Linked DNA regions of Sus scrofa: regions 2, 3, 4, 5, 6 and 7 are each linked to region 1. A link is a contact called in public HiChIP or PLAC-seq and promoter capture Hi-C data. All regions are on one chromosome and are shown on one strand. Each heading gives the region's core, a stretch centred on a gene start, on an enhancer-like site or on the middle of the called end of the contact. The rest is flanking DNA. Distances are from core to core; before and after follow the strand shown. Region 1 holds the start of TTC16 (tetratricopeptide repeat protein 16). Region 2 holds the start of DPM2 (dolichyl-phosphate mannosyltransferase subunit 2, regulatory). Region 3 holds the start of ST6GALNAC4 (ST6 N-acetylgalactosaminide alpha-2,6-sialyltransferase 4). Region 4 holds the start of ST6GALNAC6 (alpha-N-acetylgalactosaminide alpha-2,6-sialyltransferase 6). Region 5 holds the start of AK1 (adenylate kinase isoenzyme 1). Region 6 holds the start of FAM129B (niban-like protein 1). Region 7 holds the start of ENG (endoglin).

The links. Promoter capture Hi-C pulls out the DNA fragments that hold promoters and counts their contacts. HiChIP or PLAC-seq counts read pairs in DNA pulled down with a chosen protein or histone mark.
Region 2: a contact with region 1 is called in an H3K27ac HiChIP or PLAC-seq map of alveolar macrophages. The contact joins the promoter of DPM2 here to the promoter of TTC16 in region 1. A contact is called at or near these places in 1 of 5 promoter capture datasets (liver), 1 of 47 Hi-C or Micro-C datasets (embryonic fibroblasts) and 1 of 2 datasets of contacts at active chromatin or transcription factors (alveolar macrophages).
Region 3: a contact with region 1 is called in a promoter capture Hi-C map of fetal liver, with 2.9 times the contacts expected there. The contact joins the promoter of ST6GALNAC4 here to the promoter of TTC16 in region 1. A contact is called at or near these places in 3 of 5 promoter capture datasets (fetal liver, fetal skeletal muscle and liver), 2 of 47 Hi-C or Micro-C datasets (embryonic fibroblasts and omental adipose tissue) and 2 of 2 datasets of contacts at active chromatin or transcription factors (alveolar macrophages and skeletal muscle).
Region 4: a contact with region 1 is called in an H3K27ac HiChIP or PLAC-seq map of skeletal muscle. The contact joins the promoter of ST6GALNAC6 here to the promoter of TTC16 in region 1. A contact is called at or near these places in 2 of 2 datasets of contacts at active chromatin or transcription factors (alveolar macrophages and skeletal muscle).
Region 5: a contact with region 1 is called in a promoter capture Hi-C map of fetal skeletal muscle, with 4 times the contacts expected there. The contact joins the promoter of AK1 here to the promoter of TTC16 in region 1. A contact is called at or near these places in 4 of 5 promoter capture datasets (fetal liver, fetal skeletal muscle and liver) and 2 of 2 datasets of contacts at active chromatin or transcription factors (alveolar macrophages and skeletal muscle).
Region 6: a contact with region 1 is called in a promoter capture Hi-C map of fetal liver, with 2.2 times the contacts expected there. The contact joins the promoter of FAM129B here to the promoter of TTC16 in region 1. A contact is called at or near these places in 1 of 5 promoter capture datasets (fetal liver) and 1 of 2 datasets of contacts at active chromatin or transcription factors (alveolar macrophages).
Region 7: a contact with region 1 is called in an H3K27ac HiChIP or PLAC-seq map of alveolar macrophages. The contact joins the promoter of ENG here to the promoter of TTC16 in region 1. A contact is called at or near these places in 1 of 5 promoter capture datasets (liver) and 2 of 2 datasets of contacts at active chromatin or transcription factors (alveolar macrophages and skeletal muscle).

Annotation. Positions count from the first base shown.
Region 1 is chr1:268,214,132-268,216,911 of Sscrofa11.1, forward strand. TTC16 (tetratricopeptide repeat protein 16) reads left to right here and starts at 1,428. Exons shown (of 11, transcript XM_021069337.1): 1 at 1,428-1,678. The coding sequence starts at 1,448. It overlaps PTRH1 (peptidyl-tRNA hydrolase 1 homolog), which reads right to left and starts at 1,367. Exons shown (of 5, transcript NM_001258431.1): 1 at 1,271-1,367; 2 at 685-904; 3 at 333-432; 4 at 138-183; 5 at 1-37. The coding sequence starts at 1,366.
Region 2 is chr1:268,422,173-268,424,952 of Sscrofa11.1, forward strand. DPM2 (dolichyl-phosphate mannosyltransferase subunit 2, regulatory) reads right to left here and starts at 1,385. Exons shown (of 4, transcript NM_001244059.1): 1 at 1,335-1,385; 2 at 952-1,041. The coding sequence starts at 1,337.
Region 3 is chr1:268,401,052-268,403,831 of Sscrofa11.1, forward strand. ST6GALNAC4 (ST6 N-acetylgalactosaminide alpha-2,6-sialyltransferase 4) reads right to left here and starts at 1,398. Exons shown (of 6, transcript NM_213784.1): 1 at 1,230-1,398; 2 at 722-808. The coding sequence starts at 733.
Region 4 is chr1:268,382,210-268,384,989 of Sscrofa11.1, forward strand. It overlaps ST6GALNAC6 (alpha-N-acetylgalactosaminide alpha-2,6-sialyltransferase 6), which reads right to left and starts at 1,350. Exons shown (of 8, transcript XM_021069422.1): 1 at 1,310-1,350; 2 at 186-293. The coding sequence starts at 1,335.
Region 5 is chr1:268,364,332-268,367,111 of Sscrofa11.1, forward strand. AK1 (adenylate kinase isoenzyme 1) reads right to left here and starts at 1,328. Exons shown (of 7, transcript XM_003122177.6): 1 at 1,215-1,328.
Region 6 is chr1:268,064,582-268,067,361 of Sscrofa11.1, forward strand. It overlaps FAM129B (niban-like protein 1), which reads right to left and starts at 1,441. Exons shown (of 14, transcript XM_021069245.1): 1 at 1,106-1,441. The coding sequence starts at 1,160.
Region 7 is chr1:268,342,306-268,345,085 of Sscrofa11.1, forward strand. It overlaps ENG (endoglin), which reads right to left and starts at 1,413. Exons shown (of 15, transcript NM_214031.1): 1 at 1,089-1,413. The coding sequence starts at 1,155.

The DNA.
Region 1 (2,780 bases), core at 178-2,677:
TCGGGCGCCCGATGCCCACCCGCAGCCGTGGCATGGCCTGTAAGGGGGCCAGAGGGGCCCAGGGAGCTTTGGTGAGAACCGGTGGGGACCCTGCACTGGCCCACCCCACTCCGTGCAGGATAGAGGGGCTGACTCACATTGGAGTTGAGGCAGCTAATACAGGAACGGACTCCATTGTGGCCCCTGCAAGGGATGAGAGAAGGTCAGTTAGGGCTTCCTTGGCCCCATCACCTTTGACCCTATGCCCTGTGGACACTGGGGTCGGCAACCCTGCCCCATTCCAACTGGGACACAAGTTTCCTTATCCCAGCCTGACCAGCTCAGGGCCTCACCTGGCGCTTCCTCCCAACTTCAGAGCCAGTTTCCCCAGTGGCTTGTCCAGCTCATCGTGCACCAGGTAGACCTCCTCAGCAGTCAGCCCAAACAGCTCCGCTTGGCACAGGGGAAGAGAGGGCCTGGTTACTGCTGATCCGCCCAGATGGGCTGTCCCCACTGAAGGCTCCCCTGAGGCGGGGCAGCAATTCACTCCACTTGTCACATAGAGAAATTGAGGCTCTCACAATTACCCAAGACCAGGCAGCAATTGGAGCTCAACAGGCATCTGGAGCTCCAGGTGAACCGATCTGTGGCAGCCTAGGCTCTGGCAGCCTCCCGGCAGCCCACCCCCGGGGGCCATCAACTCACCTGCCCGAGCCACGCTGCGCCCGTTGTTGTTCATGAGTCGCCGCGGCCGGAGCAGGACCACCTGGGCATCCCCGAGCGAGGCCAAGGCGAGGTCGGCGGCACAGCGTGCGTCGCGTGCCCAGCTCTCTGCCACACCCAGCCGCCGCGCCAGCTGCCCGAGCACTGCCATGCCCACGCTGTGCCGCGTGCCGGGCAATCCAGGGTTCCCCAGGCCGGCCACCTGTGGGTGGTGCCGGGGAAACTGAGGTCGAACAACTCTAACCCATCCTCTATCTCACAGCGCTTCCCAGGACCCAAAGCAGAGGAAGGTAAATAGAAGGCAGGGCTGGAGTGGGTTAAGGGGCGTGAAGAGGGGCCCAAGAATCCTCGGAGACTCCAGAAGGCCGAGTAGAAACTGTTCCTCCCCCGGTGGACAGGCAGGGCGCCCCGGTCCAGGAGCAGAGTTCCTGGGAGTTTGGAGCCCATCTGAGCATCGGACCCATTTCTGGATAAATCTGAGACAAGGAACTGGGGGGACTATGCCCTGGAGACAGAACAGGAGCTAAGTCCTGGGAGCCCCTACGCTGCCGTCCCCTACTCCACTCACCAGCCACCGCTTCCCCGGGGGCCGGGGTTCCAAAACACACCGGCTCATGGCCCGACTCAGCCACAGACCCTCGCGCGAGAGGCGGGGAGGCGGCATGTTGCCCCCATTCACGGTCCGGACCCCGCCTCCTGACGTCAGCCAGCTATTGACCAATCGCGGCCGCCATCTGTCCAAAAAATGGCCGTCAGCGCCCAATCCAAGGCGAGTTACGCGGCCGCCACGCTTCTGAGGGGCGGAAGCGGCTGGGCGGTGGCCTTGTCAGGACGCCCCCGCGCATTCCGCTACAAAGTGTCGCCTTGTCCTACGCGACTTGTTGGGGACTCTCGGAGCCTTTGCTTGGCCTCCAGATTGGGAAGAAGGAGCCATGTGTTGGCCTCAGCTGTAGGCCTGCCTCGACGCAGCAACCAGGAAAGTCCATTCCTCTTTGTAGACCTCCCCCTCCCCAGCTAATAAAAACTTGCTAGCGTCCTTCCGGCTCTGTTTGAGATTGGATTCCAGGGATTAGAGGTTTCGGATTCCGGGGGCGTGGCTGGAGGGGCGGAGCCTGTGAGTATCCTGGAGATGATGCCTAGCAACGTCAGGGGTCTGGGCGGGGAGGCGGGTGAGAGAGCAGGCTCAGGCCCTGGGGTCTTCCTGGAAGGGGCCTCATGACAGACTCCAGAGAGGTGCGAGAAAGCTAAAGCAGAGGCAGAGGGTCGGGGTAGAAGAAACCGCGTCTGGGTTCGCAGGAAAGGTTTTAAGTAGGAGAGATAAACTCAGTTCGATTCAGGAAAGTCCCCGGCCGCTATGCAGAGAACAGAGGGCTTAGGACATGTAGCTGGTGGGGAGGTCAGAAGCGTGACCAGAGCGGGCATACAGGCAGAGATGGCATTGGCCCAGACGAGAGGATGAGAGAAGAGGAGGCATCTGAGAGAGCTTTAGAAAGTAGGATAGACAGGACTTCAGAACTGATGGGACATAGGTTCCTGGCTTGGGTGGTTGGCAGAGCAGGTGGACTCATGGTGGTGGGAAAGCCTGGGGCAGAAGTCAGGTGAGGTGCTCAGTTTGCCCTACTGCATGTGTGCCAGGGTCCCACAGGATATGCAAGAAGATGCTGCACCCCCAGGGCCTGCGGCTTGGGGCAGGGCCTGAGCAGCAGGCAGAGCTTTGGATGTCAGTAGCTGGAGGTAGGAGCTGAGGGAAACCAGGAGGAGAGCAGAGGACAGTATGAGCCTGAGACCCCTGGAGAGAGGTTAAGGGGAATGTGGCCAGCAGTGCCCACCAGACCCCAGATCCTGCCTCCTCCCAGGCCTCATTGTCCCCCCACCTCCTCCATCCTGTAAAATACTTGAGAAGAGTGTGAAAGTGGAGTGGGGGTTGTCTCTGAGGCCAACTCCGCTTGCTGTCGCTTGGTTCCAGGATGTTCTGGAGCTTGACCAGGCTCCCTCACAGCCCATCCCAAAGCCATGGGTGATTCCGGTCCCAAAGGGGATCCTACAGTACATCTTTGGGACCAGCCAGGTGTTCAGGA
Region 2 (2,780 bases), core at 135-2,634, 210 kb after region 1:
GTTTTGCTTTTTAGGGCTGCACCCTCGGCATATGGAGGTCCCCAGGCTAGTGGTGGAATCGCAGCTACAGCTGCCAGCCTACATTACAGCCACAGAAATGCGGGATTTGAGCCGCATCTGCAACCTACACCACTGCTCATGGCAATGCCGGATCCTTAACCCACTGAGCAAGGCCAGGGACTGAACCCGCAACCTCATGGTTCCTAGTTGGATTCGTTTCCACTGCGCCATGACGGGAACTCCACAAAAGTTTTCTTTACTAAGATTTTTCTCCCAAAGAACATCAAGTTCTGCAAGATTTTGCTTCCCAGAGTTCCTGTCGTGGCTCAGTGGTTAACGAATCCGACGAGGAACCATGAGGTTGTGGGTTCCATCCTTGGCCTTGCTCAGTGGGTTAAGGATCCGGCGTTGCCATGAGCTGTGGTATAGGTTGCAGATGCCGCTTGGATCCCACGTTGCTATGGCTCTGGTGTAGGCCGGCAGCTACAGCTCCGATTCGATCCCTAGCCTGGGAACCTCCACATGCCACGGGAGCGGCCCTAGAAAGGCAAAAAAAAAAAAAAAAAAAAAAAGATTTTGATTCCCAAACACACTGCACATTTTAACACATTTTTCCACCGGGGGGGGGGGGGATATCCCAAAGACCCTCACAAAACCCATTGGCACTTGTCATGCCCAGGAGCCCGCAGGATAACCAGAAGGACTAGAACTCCCATTAAAGGCACAGGACCTTACAGTGTAGTGGTTCAGGATTCTACCTTAGGTCTGAACCTTCTCCTTGAGCCTCGGCTTCGTCATCTATACAATGGGGACACCGCTAGTGTCGTCCTCCTACTGCTGCTCTGACGCTTTCATTACATGGGCAGGTAGGCCTGTCACGTGCTTAAATGTTAGGAGTTGGCTTCAAGATCTAGGGATAGGAGGTGAGAGCGGACGAGGAAGCACACATACCAACAGAATCACCCAGGTGGTGTAGTACGTGAAGATGATCAGGCTAACGGCGACGAGGCCGAGTCCCACCACCTGGTCTGTCCCTGTGGCCTGGAGAAAAGGGAAAGCTCAACTGAGGAAGTGACCCTCCATTTAGGTGCACTAACGGAGGGGGGAGTTGCCGCCTGATTACGCCCATTCACTCAGCAGGCGTATCCGACGTGGCTGACGAGGTTTCCATTTCCTGGCTTGAGACAGAGTGCAGGCTAAAGACCTACCACCCGTACGATGGGCCGGCGGGAGAGTGATCCCGGCTCCCGAGAGCTCAAGCCTCAGCTTCTGAGTAGACCTAGGACCCCACACCCAGACGCCCTCATTCCCAGGACTCCCAGCCCCAAGCTCACCATTTCCCCAGCGCTCCAGGCACCGGAGCCGTAAGCCACATCCGGTTCCGCATCCGGGCCCTCCTGGCCTTGGGCCGCGGGGCCCGTCGGGAGTCGTAGTCTTTAGGCAGTCCCAGGACTACGTCGCCCAAGACAGGCAGGCACCGCCTCCCCTTTGCATTTCGGGAAATGTAGTTTTCAAGAGTATTGTGGGCCGTGTTTCCGAATCACCCTGGGAAATGGGACCCAGTGGGGAACCCAGATAGGCTGCATTTATGGTCTCAGTCGGGTCGAACTCGACCCAGAAAAAAACCCCATCTCAATATCCGAGTCCCAAGGCCAGAGCGGGATGGGGTGGGGGGTCGAAAGTCCCATATTTGAGACGGGGAAAATGAGGCTCAGAAAGAGGCAAGCACTTGAAGATCACAATCCGAGTAGAGGGTGCAGCCGACTCCAGAACCCGAGGGCGCTACTTCCTGGTGTGGTGGCCCCAACTCTTCTGTTGAGGGTAGGGTGCAGACAAACGTTCACCGGATAATGCTGAGGGTGGAAGCCTTAACTAATTTTACTCCACAATCTCTTAATGATACTGCAGAAGCTATTCCTACCCTAAATATGGAACAAAAACAAATAAGAAAAGTAGTGCTGCAAAACCGAATGGCCTTAGACATACTCAGTGCAGGCCAAGGAGGTACCCGTGCTGTCATAAAATCTGAATGTTGTGCCTATATTCCTGATTATTCGCAGAACGTGTCTGATTCCCTGCGAGATCTCCGGCAGCAGATTCGTGAGATGTCTGATCCAGCTCCATCCAGCTTTTAGAGCTGCCCTCTGGAACGGGTTGACCTCCTCCTCCTCCTGATGGAAATATTTGTTCACCATAGTCATCATTGTGATCTTGAGCCTTTTATTTGGACCCTAGATAATTAATTGTAGGTCTTGCTTTGTTATGTCCTGATTAAAAGCTATCAACCTACAGATAGTGAAAGAAAGGGTACCCAAGGTAATGTATTGAAGCCCACTCAACCGACCGTGCCATGAGTGGAGACCTAACCACTTTCCCTAAGGACACCCCTTGTCAGCAGGAAGCAGTCAGAGCAGTCGGTCATTGTCCCCCCGCCTCCAAAGTTAAAGTCTCCAACTCTGGGGGCAGGGGGGGGGGGCACTGAGGCAGAATAGTCACTCAGGTAGTCAGTGTTAGGAGCTTGGGCTTCGATGCATTCTTGGATATGTCTATTGATTAACATTTGCGGCTAAAGGGCTCCAGGGAGTAACATCCCCACATGCCTTGTTTCCTCCAGGGAGTGTACCTACGCCCAGACGGACATTAATCTCAAAGCCCCCTGACTCAGGCTACGGGAAGAGAAGGGCAAAGACACCATGGGACTTACGGGACATTTCCACCCCTAAGACCCTATTGGACAAGGACTGAACTGGGCAAGGCCAATGGGAGAAAACCACAGCTTT
Region 3 (2,780 bases), core at 148-2,647, 190 kb after region 1:
GAGGCTGTGGCACAGGCCGGCCACTGGAGCCCCAATACGACCCTTAACCTGGGAACTTCCATATGCCGTGGGTGAGGCCCTAAAAAGCCAAAAAAAAAAAAAAAAAAAAAAAAAAAAAGAAGAAAAGAAAAAGAGAGAAAATTAGAGGTAAAAAAAGCAGCCCCCATCACTTCCTGCCAGAGACCCACCCTTTTCTGCCCACAAGCCACTTCAGTTTCTAAAAATAAATCTGCAGGCCAGCTGCATGGAGGAAGGGGGTTCAGCCCCTGAGGCCCCAGGCTGTGCCTGACACCTGGTCCCCTGCCCACAGGGGACCCAGAGGCCTTGATTCAGGCAGCTGTGGCTGACTCCTCACAACAGCCAGGGCTTTCTCCAGGGGCTGCTGAGTAAAGTCAAGGGCAGCTACACTGAACTTTCCCAACATATCCCCTCCCAGGCAGATGCTCACCTGGGTGACCTTGGGGACACTCACAGGAGGCAGTGTATTATCTGTATTTTACAGCAAAGAGGAGCAAGGCACTGAAATCAGAGAGAGAATGCCACTTGCCTGGGCCACACAGCCTGCCTGATCAGGGACGGACTTTGAGGCCAGCCTGCCCTTCTCCTCTGAGCCGCGGAGTCAGAAGGGACAGTCAGTTCTGGGGTGGGAGGGGCTTCTGAGGCTGCTGTGCCAGAAGCCACCTCTGAGTCCCCTGTGAGCCTTCCCCCTTCCTTCACTTACTGGAGGCTTCATGCTGTCGCTGCTACTCAGCAGGCTGGTGGCTGCTGCCTCCAGGGATCAGGCCGGGAAGGGACCGGAGCCGGGGACCTGCCAAGAGCCAGAACCTCAGAGTTGGGTCCCAGGCCTCTGAGGAAACTGGCCAGAGAAACTGAGGCAGGAGAGGGTACAGGCCAGAGTCAAGGCAGATGGCTTCTGGGAATCAAATGCCTTAAAGTCCCCAAACACGGGGAAGCAGTGTCCCCATCCTAAAGGAGCTAGAATCGGTGACCCTTGGGAAGTCCCTGCCAACCCAGGCGCCATCGTGCAGATGGAGAAGGAGGCGGACACGGGGAGACCTCGGTTCAAGGTCACCCACGGAGTCTGGGTCAGAGAGAACCAGGAGCCTGGAGCCCCGACTCCCATCGCATCGTTCCTATTTCACCAACGGAGAGGCCTGGGGCGGGACAGGACGAGGGATTCCCACCCCACTCCCAGATTCCACCGCCCCTCTCCCCGGCCGGGCGCGAACCTGGAGGGCGGCTTGGGACGGGCCGGCTGCTCCCGATCCGCTGCTCGGAGCTCCATGGCCCGTGAGCCGGACTGCCGGACTGGAAGCCGGAGCCCCGGGGCGGAGGCGGCGCGGCGCGGCAGCTTCTGGAGGCTGGAAGCCGAACCAGCACCGCCGCCGGGGCGGGGCTTGCGGGGACGGGGCGGAGACAGGCGCGCTAGGGGCGGGGCGAGGGACGTGAGCCGCGGCGGCGCCGAGGCGGCCAGGACCCGGGACCCCGCCTCAGCCGCGGGGGGCGGAGTCTGACCTCCCGCATCTCCCCTCTTCCGCGCTCCCGCGCTTCGCCCAACCTCCTACGGGGGATGGGAGTAGGTGGGGCGCAGAGGGAAAAAACAGCCTGGAGGGTGTCGGAACCTCTGCCCCGGTTCTCCGGCCACCGGACTGGAGTTTCTTCTCCATTTCGGAAGCCGGCGAGGGTAGGGTGGGGGTTAAGCGGGGTTTTAGGGTCAGGCGGCCCCGGGTATCAAGATAGTAGGGTTGCCAGATTTAGGAGGTAAGATAGAAGATGCTCACTTATATTGGAATTTCAGAAACAGCCAATGCCCATAATTATATGAAAAAAATCTGAAATCTCACCGTAACTGGGCGCCCTGTGTTTTCTCTGGCAGCCTTACCTGCACCACCTCTGACGGCGTGACCTTCACCTTGAAACTGACAGTATTAAGGGCCTGAACCTAGCCAGAACACAGGTTGGGACTTGAACCCACGTGCACCAGGGGACTCGAACCCAGCCTGAACCTAGACTGGGACTTGAACCCAAGGTTTTGGGGTTTTTTTTTTTTGGTCTTTTTGACATTTCTTAGGCCGCTCCTGCGGCATATGGAGGTTCCCAGGCTAGGTAGGGGTCTAATCGGAGCTGTAGCTGCCAGCCTACGCCAGAGCCCCAGCAACGCGGGATCCGAGCCGCGTCTGCGACCTACACCACAGCTCACCGGCAGTGCCAGATCGTCAACCCACTGAGTAAGCGCAGGGGTCGAACCTGCAACCTCATGTAAACCCACGGTTTTAAATTAGAATCCCTCATTCTGTGTCTGGACTCACTGAGGCTGAGAAGGAATTCAACCTCAAGGTTGAAAGAACTCAGCCAGAGACAAAGTGATAGGCAAGAAATAGATTTATTAGGATAGGACGCTTGGGAGAGATGGAAGCTCTGCCTCCAGGATCTGGTGCTTTTATCATCCAAGGGGAGTTGGGGTTGGAAAAGCCCGCCTCTTCCTTTCTGGAAGTAGTAGCTCCTCCTTAGTAAGGTGTGGATTCAAATCCGCAGAAGGGTGGTCTTCAAATTCTTGCCCTTGGTCTGAATATGCCTGCAGGCCTCATCCCATCCCCCACCCAACGACCTGAGGCCGTTCTCAAGGCTCCACTCATGCAGCAAAGCTGCCTTGTTCCGATAGCTTTTGTGAGCAATTGATTTACTTACAGCGATCTCCCCTAAGTTTCCCTCATTATCCGTGGTCCTTTATTGGGATTTCTAAAAATACCTGTGTTCACCCCATCCCTATCAACATGAGC
Region 4 (2,780 bases), core at 100-2,599, 170 kb after region 1:
AATTCCTCAGCGCTTACACCCTTCTGGGTCTCGCATACAGTGGTCCCTCTGACTGGGACACCCACCAGTACCCTGCTCAGGCAACTCATCCTGCAAGCCTAGGGTGGGCCAGAATGTCCCGTGTGCCACCTCCCCGATGGGCTGAGAGCTCTCTGAGGGCGCAGGCGGCACAGGGCCTCACTCACATTCTCCACTGTGCTCCAGGGCCCTGGAGATGGATGCAGGAGGACCACTGAAGGACTTCGTTGTTGGTTATTTTTTTCGTTTTGACTTCGCTCATTATTAAGTAAGATCTTGGGGGTTAAGGGCTCAGAGTCATCTGTCCGATGGCTATAATCACAGCCCCACCCTCAGAGGCGGGGGGCGGGGGGGGGCGGTGTCTCTGGGGACCAAGCAGCCTTGGGTAGCCTTTCCCTCGTGCCCCAGCCCCAGGGGCCTCGGTCACCTCTGCTCCTCCCTCCCCAAAAGACCCCGCCCCCCAATCCACGCAGGGCGCAACTTCTCTGCAGATCTCAATGTCCCCACCTGTCAAAAGGGAGAAAGTACTTGTGTCCAGCCACCTCCAGCAGAATCGAGGCCAGAAGCCACTAAGAGAAGGAGAGCACCAAGAGGGAGAAACTGGGGCCCAGGGGCTCCCCAGCTTCGTCCTCCCCTCCGAGGCCTCCCAGCTCCCGCCACTATCTCCGCCCCCTGACCTAGCAGCTGTTTACTCCTACGCTGTCACCAGGAAGAGCCGGAGAACCCCAGGCCAAAGGAGGTGCCCCCACGCCACTCCTGATTGGTTAGGCCCTAGCCCCTCCCACTGCCCAACCCCGCCCCCTCTCCTGGGACCCCCCCCCCACCGCCTCCAAGCCCTGCTTCAGGTTTCGCTGCAGCCAGACTTCAAAGCCAGTCGGGGAGGCCCCGCGACTTTCATCGGCGACTCTCATCGGGTCCGGTCCCTGCGGTCCAGATCAGGAAACTGAGGCTCATCAGAAGGGAGGTGCGGCGTGTCCTTGGTCTCATAGCCCCTTAGGGCAAAAGTCGTCCAGAATCCCTGGGTCCCCCATCTGCCCGGACGCCTCTGGCATTCCAGCTGCCTCTCTGAGCTGAGCCTCCTCTCTCACTCCCTTTCCTTCACTAAGCTCCCAGACACACCAGGAGCACTCCAGTTCCCAGGCCCAGCCCCCACTTGCCCACCTTTGCCTGAGCAGTGCCCTCAGCCAGGGCCACTGTACCCTTGGTCGGCCCCATCACAGTCCTGCTCTGAGTAGGCCGTGATCAGTACAGCTTCTCAAGTTCAAGTGGGAATCCCGGTTCCACCACTTACTGGCTGAGGGGCCTCGGACAAGCCATGGGACCTCTCTGAGCCTCAGTTTCCTCATCTGTGAAATGGAATAATAAGAATAGGTAACTCACAAGGTTGTTAGGCTTCAAGCAGATATGGCAAGGGTTTGAAAGTGCTTGGTCAGTGCCAGCCACTGTTAGTTTTCTGGTTATTCATTGTTCAAGGCCTGCCTGTCCATGAGCTTGCCCCAATCCTCTGATGCCTAGCCGGGAAACTTCCCTCTAATATCAATGAAGGCCGAGCCCTTGCTAAGCACCACCCACTCACTGAGTCTTCCTGGTAATTCTGCACAGTAGGGGCTCTTATCCCCACTTCACAGACGAGAAGACTGAGGTTCAGAGAGCAGAGCACTGTCCAGAGCTTGCTGGGGAACCTTTTTCCTGGTCCCAGGGTTGAGCCTGACCAGATCTCCCTCAAGGATCCCTCAGGGCTGGAACTGACCAGACGCCACGACTGTGCGCCCAGCCCCCGGCCCAGCAGCAGGGAGCAGGCGTGTTGGGGAGCAACTTGCTCAGGCTAGGGAGGCTGCAGCCCAGAGCTCTGAGCCAGAAGCGTGGTCTCGGCCCCAAGGTGGGCCGCGCCGAGGGGCTGAATCATGGGCTAACCGGTGGGGGCCACACCCTGCCCTCTGTTTGGGGGCTTTGCTTCTCCTAGCTCAGGGAGTCCTGCAGGGTCAGGACACCCCGATGAGCCGCGTGGGAGGAGAGCTCCCCGAAGTCGGGGGAGGGGAGCTCCTATTTCCAAATGGGGGGGGCCCGAAACCGTGGGTCCACCTGGGAGGGGGGCGACTCACCCTCTGCGCACCGACTCCCCTGACCTCCCCCCCAGCTCCAGCACTCTGGGGAGTCCAGAGCTCCAGCCTCAGCTGGGGAGAGAAGGGAGGCAGGAAGGCGGCAGGGTCTCCGAGCTCTAAGGGGGAAGTCAGCGGCAGGAGGCCCCGCGAACCCCACGACAGCCCTTGGGCGCGAGGGCCAGGATCTCCAGGCGCAGTTGCCAAGAGTGAGTGGGTCTAAAGGAGCCCCGGGGGCCCCCGCATCAATCTCCATCCTCAGCGGCTCCCGACCCCCCACACCAGGGGCGCTGACAGCGCCCCCTTCCCGCTGCCCGCCCCCGCGCGGCGCCCGCTCACCTCCCCGGGGGAGCGCCCGGCCCCCGGCGGCCCCCGAGCCCCCTCACGTGGCGCCGGGAGCCGAGAGCCGGGGTCCGCGCTCCTCTGGCCGCCCAGGCCCCGCCGCAGCCCCGGCCCGCCGGGTCCTAGCGCCGCCGCTCGCCGCTGGGGCCCAGGCCTGGGAGGCAGGCGGAGCCTTGAGGGGCCGCGGATGGCTCCGCCCCCGGGCGGTGCAAGCGGGGAGTGGGTGAGCGAGGCGACCCCGGGTCCCCGGGCACCGGAGCGCCTCGATTACGCCTCTGGGCAGCCTGTATGGACAATAACAACAGGCCTCGGGGAACCTTT
Region 5 (2,780 bases), core at 78-2,577, 150 kb after region 1:
CCTGGGCCTGGCAACCCCTAGGTCCTTCGGCAGCTTTGCTGACCGTCCTGCCACCCGTGGGGTATGAGTTATAGCCTCTTTCCTGCTGAGTGTGCTTAAGAAAGGGTCAGAGCGGCCAATGTCCCTCCATAGCTGGTGGGGGAGGGAGAGGGTCCCCAGGCCAGGGACAGCCTGCAGAGACACCCTGAGGAGTGGCCTCGACCTACCCTGCCCCACCTGCTCCTGGTAACCTAAGCCCCTCTGTCCTGCTGGCACCTGCCATTTCTTGGCCCAAAATAACTTGGTTGTGAGGAGTCCACACAGAGGCCAGGGGTCCGGGACAGAGTTAGGTTACGGGCTCAGCACCCAGGCCTTATAAGGCCCCCAAGTCAGGGCCAAGGTAACTCCTAGCATGACTAGGTGGTCTGCTGAGGGGCCTGGGGAACAGAGGCCCAGAGGGACAGTGACTTAACCTCAGTCACAGGGCAAGGCCAGAGCGAGACCCAAGTTTCCCAGCTCCTGACCAAAAGCACCTTCCCAGGGGTTGGCGATTGGCTAGGGTTCAAATCCCAACTCTATCATTCAGCTGTGTGACCTTGGGCAGCTGGTATGCCCTCTCTGGGCCTGTACCCCCAGGCTCTGTCCTGCTGCTGCTCAAGAGTCCTAGGTAGGTAGCTGAGCAATACTCAGGAAAGGCCCCGTGGGCTGGGCCCCCGAGCTCCCACAGAGCCCCTGACCTTTCAGGAGGCAGGGGCAGGCACAATCATGAGGGGGCTTGCCTTCCGTGCCCCCAGCACTCGAAACAAGACGGGATCGCTCCTCCTATCCCCTAGTCTGCTCCCGCCCCGGTCCTGGGGCAGGGAGTCAAGCCACAGCGCCCCCTCCCCGGGCCCGCCCGAGCTGGGCCGTGCCAAGGGCAGGGACCTGGAGCCCCGGGAGTGCCAGTGGGACAAAGGGGTGACTGTCACGGCGGCTGGGACACACACACACACACCCCCATCCACAAAGGCACACACAGTGTGGCACAAATACCCAGAGCAGAGCCTGGAGAATACAAGCAGGCAGATGCATTCAGATCACAACCAAGAATACCAACACACAGCCACACAAACCCCAAGAATACCTTGCCACACGCAAGCACGCAGACCCCCCTCCCCAGGTGCGTGTGGCTCCCCCACTCCCTGCAGGGGCGCCCCCCTTCACGTGCACAGGCACACACACGGGCACACACTGACCTGGGGGAGGGGTGCGAGTGGGCTCCGGGGCCAGTGCGTGCCCTACCCGTCCTGCCGGGCCGCCTGCAAAGGCGACTATTTATAAGGCTGTCAGCAGCGCGCGGCATGCCGGGAGCCAGCGTTCCGAGCTGCCAGGGAGGGGGGTACGGAGGGAGGGAGAGCGGGAGAGCGGGCCGGGAAGGGAGGGGGCGCTGGACCAGAGCGGAGCCCTGGCGGGAGGCCAGACCGGTGCCCCTGCCATGCACCCCCAGGTGGCTGTGCCTGCAGGCGCATGGCTCCTTCACAGTTTTTCCAGAGGGTTTTTCATTCCTGCATTACCTCCACTGTGTCCACATCACTCCAGGGGGCCGGGACCAGGGACAGTGGCTGGGGGTGGGGGGAGGACTGAGGCTCTTTGCACAAAATCCCACCCACAGCAAGTTGGTGGCAGAGAGAGGCCAGAACCAGACAGAGGGTGACTGAGGCATGGATTCTGGGGACTGTGCTGGCCAGATAGTCCCCCAGCCCCTCCTCAGATCCTGCCCAGAGGCTTTGGGGCCAAGAGCCACCTGGAACTCCTCCTTCTCTGTTGAAAGGGGCCCCAAACGATCCTCTGGGCCTGAAACCCCTCAGGACCCCAGAGATTGCCCACATATCCATCTCCCAGATGGTGACTGTGTAGAAGATGATAAAAACCAGCCCTGGAGTTCCCGTTGTGGTGCAGCGGAAACAAATCCGACTAGTATCCATGAGGATGCAGGTTCAATCCCTGGCCTTGCTCAGTGGGATAAGGATCTGGTGTTGCCATGAGCTTGGGTGTAGGTCACAGATGAGACTCGGATCCTTTACTGCTGTAGCTGTGGCTTATGCCTTTAGCTGTAGCTCTGATTTGACCCCTAGCCTGGGAACTTCCATATGCCACCCGTGCAGCCCTAAAAAGCAAAAAAAAAAAAAAAAAGCAGCCCTGCCCCCATGAAAAGGCTGTGGGTACCCAGATGGGGGAATGATAATCCTGATGAAAAGAATAGCTCCAATTACTGAGACTCACTGGCACCAGATGTTGGGCAGAGCACTGGACTCAGACCACGTCTGTTAGTCATTAAACGCCGAGAAGGAAAGTGAGGGTCACAGCTGTAAAAGAACTTGCCTGAGGTTCCCAGGTAGAAGGTGATGTATTTACCCAGCATTCTGCACAAGACCAGGACATAGCAGTAGCTGTTCAGTGATGTAGCAGGACAGAGATGAGAGCCTAGGACCATGCAGTTTCCGAACTCATGCACTTGGAGTTCCCTGATGGCCTAGAGGTTGAGGACTCGGAGTTGTCACTGCTGTGGCTCGAATCTGATGGAACGTCTGGCCTGGGAACTTCTGCATGCCGCAAGCACCGCCAAAAACAAAACCAAAAAAAAAAAAAAAAAAAAATTCATGCACCTGACCACTAGATCACATCAAGACATTGAAGGCAGCAGCTCCAGATGGTGGAGTGGGTTGAATTTGGAATTTGTCTTATAGGCACTAGGGAGCCACAGAAGGTGTTTAAGCAAGAGGGTGAGACCAGCTTAGATGGGTGGTTTCTTAGCAACAGCA
Region 6 (2,780 bases), core at 191-2,690, 150 kb before region 1:
TGTTCTCAAGGGGTATGAGTGGGCAGAAGACAGCTGCTGAAACTCTGCGGGACTGCAGGACACATCATGATAAGTAGGTGGACACAGGGCTCTGAGTCCACCGGACAGGGAAGTGCAAATTTAGCAAAGACGAAAGCCTCCTCTTTCCGGAGGCTGCCAGGCCCCATTCCTGCATGGGCCAGTGCACCAGGGCCTGCAAATTAGCTCACCTAAGTCTCTTAATAAGGAGGACCTGTGCTAAGCAAGCTCTGTGAATTATTAGCTCACTTAATTAAGTCTTTTAACCAGGAGGGAAGGGATTCACCCCAGTTTGAAGAGGAGGAAACAGGGGCTGGACATCAAGAGACCTATCCAAGCTACCATGGCTGGGTAACATGCTGAGGTTCCACCCAGGCGGCCTCACCCAGAACTGAGTGAAACCCTCTCTCTCCGTTTCCCAGGGCATTGGGAGAGAACGAACCCAGGACCCTGCTGCAGTCCCTGGGAGTGGGGAGGGGGCAGCTGCCCTTCTCAGAAGGGGCCTCTGTGCCCGGCTGGGAGCAGGAGTGGCTGAAGGAGAGGGCTGAGGAGGCTGGGCTCTGGCCTCGACCAGCCCCTGAACTAGCTGCCAGCAGAAGCAGCACCCTACTGGGCTGGAGCCAGAGGACAGGGGGTCCCACCCACCCCGCCCAGGCCCACTCCCCAGGCTCAGTCTCAGGCCTTGATGAGCCAAGCCCCTGGAAGCCTTGGCCACGTGTACCGGGGCTGGGGCCGGGGCCTGCGGAGGACCGGGACTGCTAGGGAAGGTCAGGACACGCTGGCCAAGTGGGCCTGGACCGCTTCCGGGCAGGGATACCCAAGGTGAAGGGGGCTGCGACCCCTTCCATCGCTTGATTCGGGTAGTGCACTGGAGGATCTGATGAGCTCCAAGGGTGGGGAAGGTGTGCGACCCCCCCAGGAGGGGGAAGGGCGCTCAGACGTAGAAGAAACAGGCTTGGACAACAGTCACTCCCGCCCCTGCCCGGAGCCAGACTCCCAGGAGACCCCAGCCGGCTGGCCGGGATGGGGGCGTGGCCGAGGACGCCCGGCCGGACCCACCAAGTGCGCGGCGCGGCGCGAGACTCACCTGCGATGTGCTGGCGCCGGGCGTCGTCCAGGTGCGTGGACAGCACGTCCCCCATGGTGAAGAAGAACCGCGGCCGGATCCGGCCACCGCCTGCCGCTACCCGCGCTGCTCAGACGGACGCCGCTGGCGCCATGGAGCCGGCCCGCCCAGCTCCCGCCTCTCCCGCCGCCCGTGACTGCGGCCTCCACTCCTCGCGCGCTCCGGTTCCTGCAGGTCCGTTCCCGCAGCGTCGGTTCCCGGGCCGCCTCCGCCTCGCGCCCCAGCCAGCGGCTCAACAGCCCCGCTGCGCCCCGCCCCGCCCCACCAGGCCCCGCCCCCCGATCCGAGCCCCGCCCCCTCCTTGGTGGCGGGCGGGCGAGCGGGCGGGGCAGGGGGCCGGGGATGCCGGGACCGCCTGCAAGACAGAGACAAAGGGAAGGTCGGAGAAAGGCAGCCCGAGGAGTGACGCAGAGCGAGACACGCTGAACCCTAACCGAAACCCAGAAAGAGATGGGGCTGGTGGGGGCATTTGAAAGAACGGGGGCGCCTGGGGGTGTCCAGCCTGAGTGTCACACTCTCCCCCACCCGCACGGGAAGAGATCGGGCCGAGGAGAATGGAGAGGACCGGTAGGCGACGCCTAGGGCCAGGGCTCCAGCCCCTGCTCCCCGCACCGGGCTCCCCTGCCCCCAGCCTCGCCCGCCGCCGCCCGCTCTCAGGAAGTTCCCTGGCCTTGATCCGACCTGCCCTTGAAGGTGTGCCTGTCTTGCACAATAGTACAGGGAAAGGGGAGGTGGCAGGGAGGGCTCCACCCCAAAGGCACCCGAGGTCCCAGAGCCTGGCAGACGTTCCTCAAGCTTAGCATATGGGACAGGGCAAGTCGGCAATGGAAAAAACAATAGCACTTTACGGTTTGTGAAAGACTCAGCTTCCAAGCTCACCGACCAGCATGGACTTTGAGTACAGAGCCTGCGGGGCTGGGCTTGATTGGGTCGTGGGTACCAGGGGAATGCGTTTCAACGCTACCCTCCCAATCCCCCAGGAAGACAGGGTAACCCTTGGGATCCCCAAATCATGGACTGGGGTGGCAGAGGCCGTCCTTGGCTGCTGATGCTCAGACCTCCTGTACTGCCTCCCCAGGGTCAGTCGGTTTGTGCTTGCAAACCCCAGGGGGTGACTACTCACCCCTTCTCTGTGTGCCCCACCCTGTAATTGGACGGCTCTTACTGTAGCTGTGACGTAGGCAGAAAACGATGGCAATAAACATTAACATTGAAGCACAGGAGCTTTGGGCCTGTCAACGCCACAGCAGGTAGGTTTGAAGTTGACGAAAGTGATACAGGCACCCTCCATGCCTTCAATGATAAACACCTGCTTGCCAGGCCCTCTGCAAGATGCTAGGGATGCAAAGAGAGGATGCAAGCTGCCCTACCTGCTCTGTGACCCAAGACAAGTGGCGTTATTGTGAACCTCAGTTTCCTCGTCCGTCACCTGAAAATAACGATGCTTTGTCATGAGGATTAAATGAGATAACAGAGGGACTTAGCCCAGCACCTGGCACAGGATGTGTCCTCTCCATGGACGGAACGCACCATTCTATTATTCATCACGGTCCCTGCCCTCAAGAGCATAGAGAAGCTTGAGGAAGGAACAGAACATTCTGTTTTGAAGAAAATTACAGGAGTAGTACCAGAACTA
Region 7 (2,780 bases), core at 163-2,662, 130 kb after region 1:
GGGCAAATCCCCGCTGGGCCACTTCATGTCTGCGACTGGGTTTCCTGTCTGTCAGTGAGGCCGGGGTAAGAGCTTTACGAATGGAGGATGAGGGGTTTTAAAATGCTCCGGGGTAGGGGAGGGTGGGAGAGGGGCGGCCAGGCCACCACCACTGCCACCACCACTTTTCCCATCCTTTCCCTCACCCCAGATCCTTCAGGGAGGTCCCTGATGTCCCAGAGGAGAAGGGCCGTCCACGAGGCCATGCTGGGGCTTTAGGTGGCTGAGGGACCCGGCACAGGGAGACCCACAGTGAGAGCGATGAGGGCGCCTCTGCCTGCCCCTCATCTGGTCATTTTGGAAGACAGCAGAGGCCACGATGGCCCGGAAAAGCCCCCAGGCTCAGGAGCCTCTGCAGAGCCCTGCATCCGGCCTGTGCCCCCATCTCAGTGGCTTCTTGCGAGACCAGAGGCAGAGAGAGGGCTCGGTCTGTCTGAAGGGTTTGGGTCCCAGGGAAGGGGAGAGTGAAGGGTTTTAAAACTAATCATAAAACAACAACAGCATAGACACGAGCAGCCGGCCTGAGGGGTCTCTACAAGCACCGCCTCACCACCGACTTTCCCCACAGCCCTAAGGGAGTTCTGTGACCACCCCGCTTGGCTCAGAGGCCCAAAGGCCATCCCCCAAGATCACACCAAGTAAATAACATGAGATTTGAACCCAGAGCCCACATTCTGACTGTGAGGCCATGCGTCCCCCCTCCCCACACGTTCCTTAGATGAGACACTTAAGGCCCAGAGAGGGCAAGAGAATCTCCAGGAGCTGCCCAGCACGCTGGGACCTGGGCTTCCTGGGGAGAAACTGGACGTAGCTGGGAGGGCACAAGCCAGAGGCCCTGGTTAAGGAAAATAACTCATCCTTGTCTGCCTGAGTCTATAAGGGCTGAAGGTTCTGGTCCTGCCAAATCAGGATAATTCGTCACCCTATGGTACCCCCAGGACAGGAGCTCAGGGCACAGGAGCTCAGGGCACAGGGAGGCCAGGAATACTTGGGGCCTGGTCTGTGCCCCAGGGGCCAAGTCTCCCCACCTCGGGTCCCTGGACACCTACCTGTGGGGCCGAAGCTGCAGACGGCCAGCAGCAGGGCGATGGCCTGGGGGAGCATGCCACGGTCCATGCTGTCCACCCTGGGGTCTGTGCGCTGGGCCTTATCCGGTGTCCAGGGGCAGGGCTGCCGACGGGCGCGGGGGCCGGCGTGGGCTCTCTCGGGGACCCAAGGGGAGCAGGCAGCTGGAGCGACAGCGTCCCTGCTCCAGCCTTCTGAGGTGGCGGCCGAGGGGTCAGGAGAAGTGGGCACGAGAGCGCAGGAACGGGCCGGGGGTCGCTGGCCAAAGGATGAGCGGGGAGGGGCGGCTGGGCCTCCGTGGACGGCGGTGGCGGCGGCGGCCGGCCCGGCCTGTGGATGCGGATGGAGGCTGGGGTCTGACCGGCAGCAGTGGGGAGCTCCCGGCTCATCCAGCCTGGCCCGGGGAGGCAGGAAATGCGCTTCCTTAGAGAAGGGGCCGGGCCAGGCGGCCTGCCAGGCGGGGAGAGGAAGTGCCACGGGCTTTGTCGCTGGGTGGGGGCCCTGGGGCGGGGGGGGGGGGGGGGCATGGGGTGGGAGGACCCAGGCTCCAGGCTTGTCTCCCTACACACCCCACCCTCCCTCCCATCGCACCCTCTCCGGGACTGGCTGGTGGGGAGCGTCTGGCAGCCCCCACAGGGCAGATGCAAAGAATCATCCCAAGAGCCCACCAAGGGGGAACGTTCGGGGGCCAGGTTTGGCCAAGGTGCTTCACGGGGAACAGCTTAACTCACTGTTCCCATTTTGCACAGGAGGAGACCGAGGCCTGATGCGGTGAGATAACTGGCCCAAGAAGATGGAGGAGTTGGGATTTGAACAGGGCTCACTGGGCACCCCAGCTGGTTTACATTAAGTGTGACGCTGGGCTGGTGTCCCCTTGTTTTGTAAGCAGGAAAACTGAGGCCCGGGATAGGGGAGGAACGCTCCCGAGTCGGCACAACCCAGCAGCTGGGGCTGAGGTCTCAGGGCCCAGAGAGGACAGGGGACGTGCCCAGGGCCATGCACTTTATGTCTGCCCCTCCAAGCTTGGAAAATCCTTCAGGGACCAAAGACATCCCAAATGAAGGAGGACACACGTGCATGGCATTTCTGGAGTAGGATGGCCCTGGGTTCTAGACCGCACTGTGCTTGCTCTGAGCTGTGGGATCCTGAGCAAGGGACCTCCAGCCTCAGTCACCCTGCTCGTAAAGTCGGGTACACCCCCGCCTTCTTCACCAGGCTGTTGTGGGATTTCCATGGGCCTGGCGCTCCGGAAGTGCTCCCACATCAGTGCTCCCTGAGGTTGGCAGACAATCCCAGAATTGACCCTCGTTCATCTTGCAAACAGTGAGTGGCCTCCAGGGAGCTGGACACAGGTAGTGCTTTGGGTCAGACTTACGTGCTCAGGGAGGCTCGGAGGAGGAAGCCCCAGTTGCCTGGAGGAGGTGGTATTCAGGCCTGGCCTGCCCAAGACTGGGCAAGTTGTGTGTGTTGTGGGGGGGTGGGCAGAAAAAGAGGTGAGCAGGGCATGTCAGGCAGGGGACCAGCCTGAGCAGGGGCACAGAAGCAAGAAGTGGCCGACCACCATGGGACAGCCAGAGGCACAGTGGGGACAGGAAGCCTGGGGAGACAGACTCTGGCCCTGCTCTGAGAGGGGGTTCTTTTTTTTTTTTTTTAGAAATAGACTCAAGGAGTTCCCG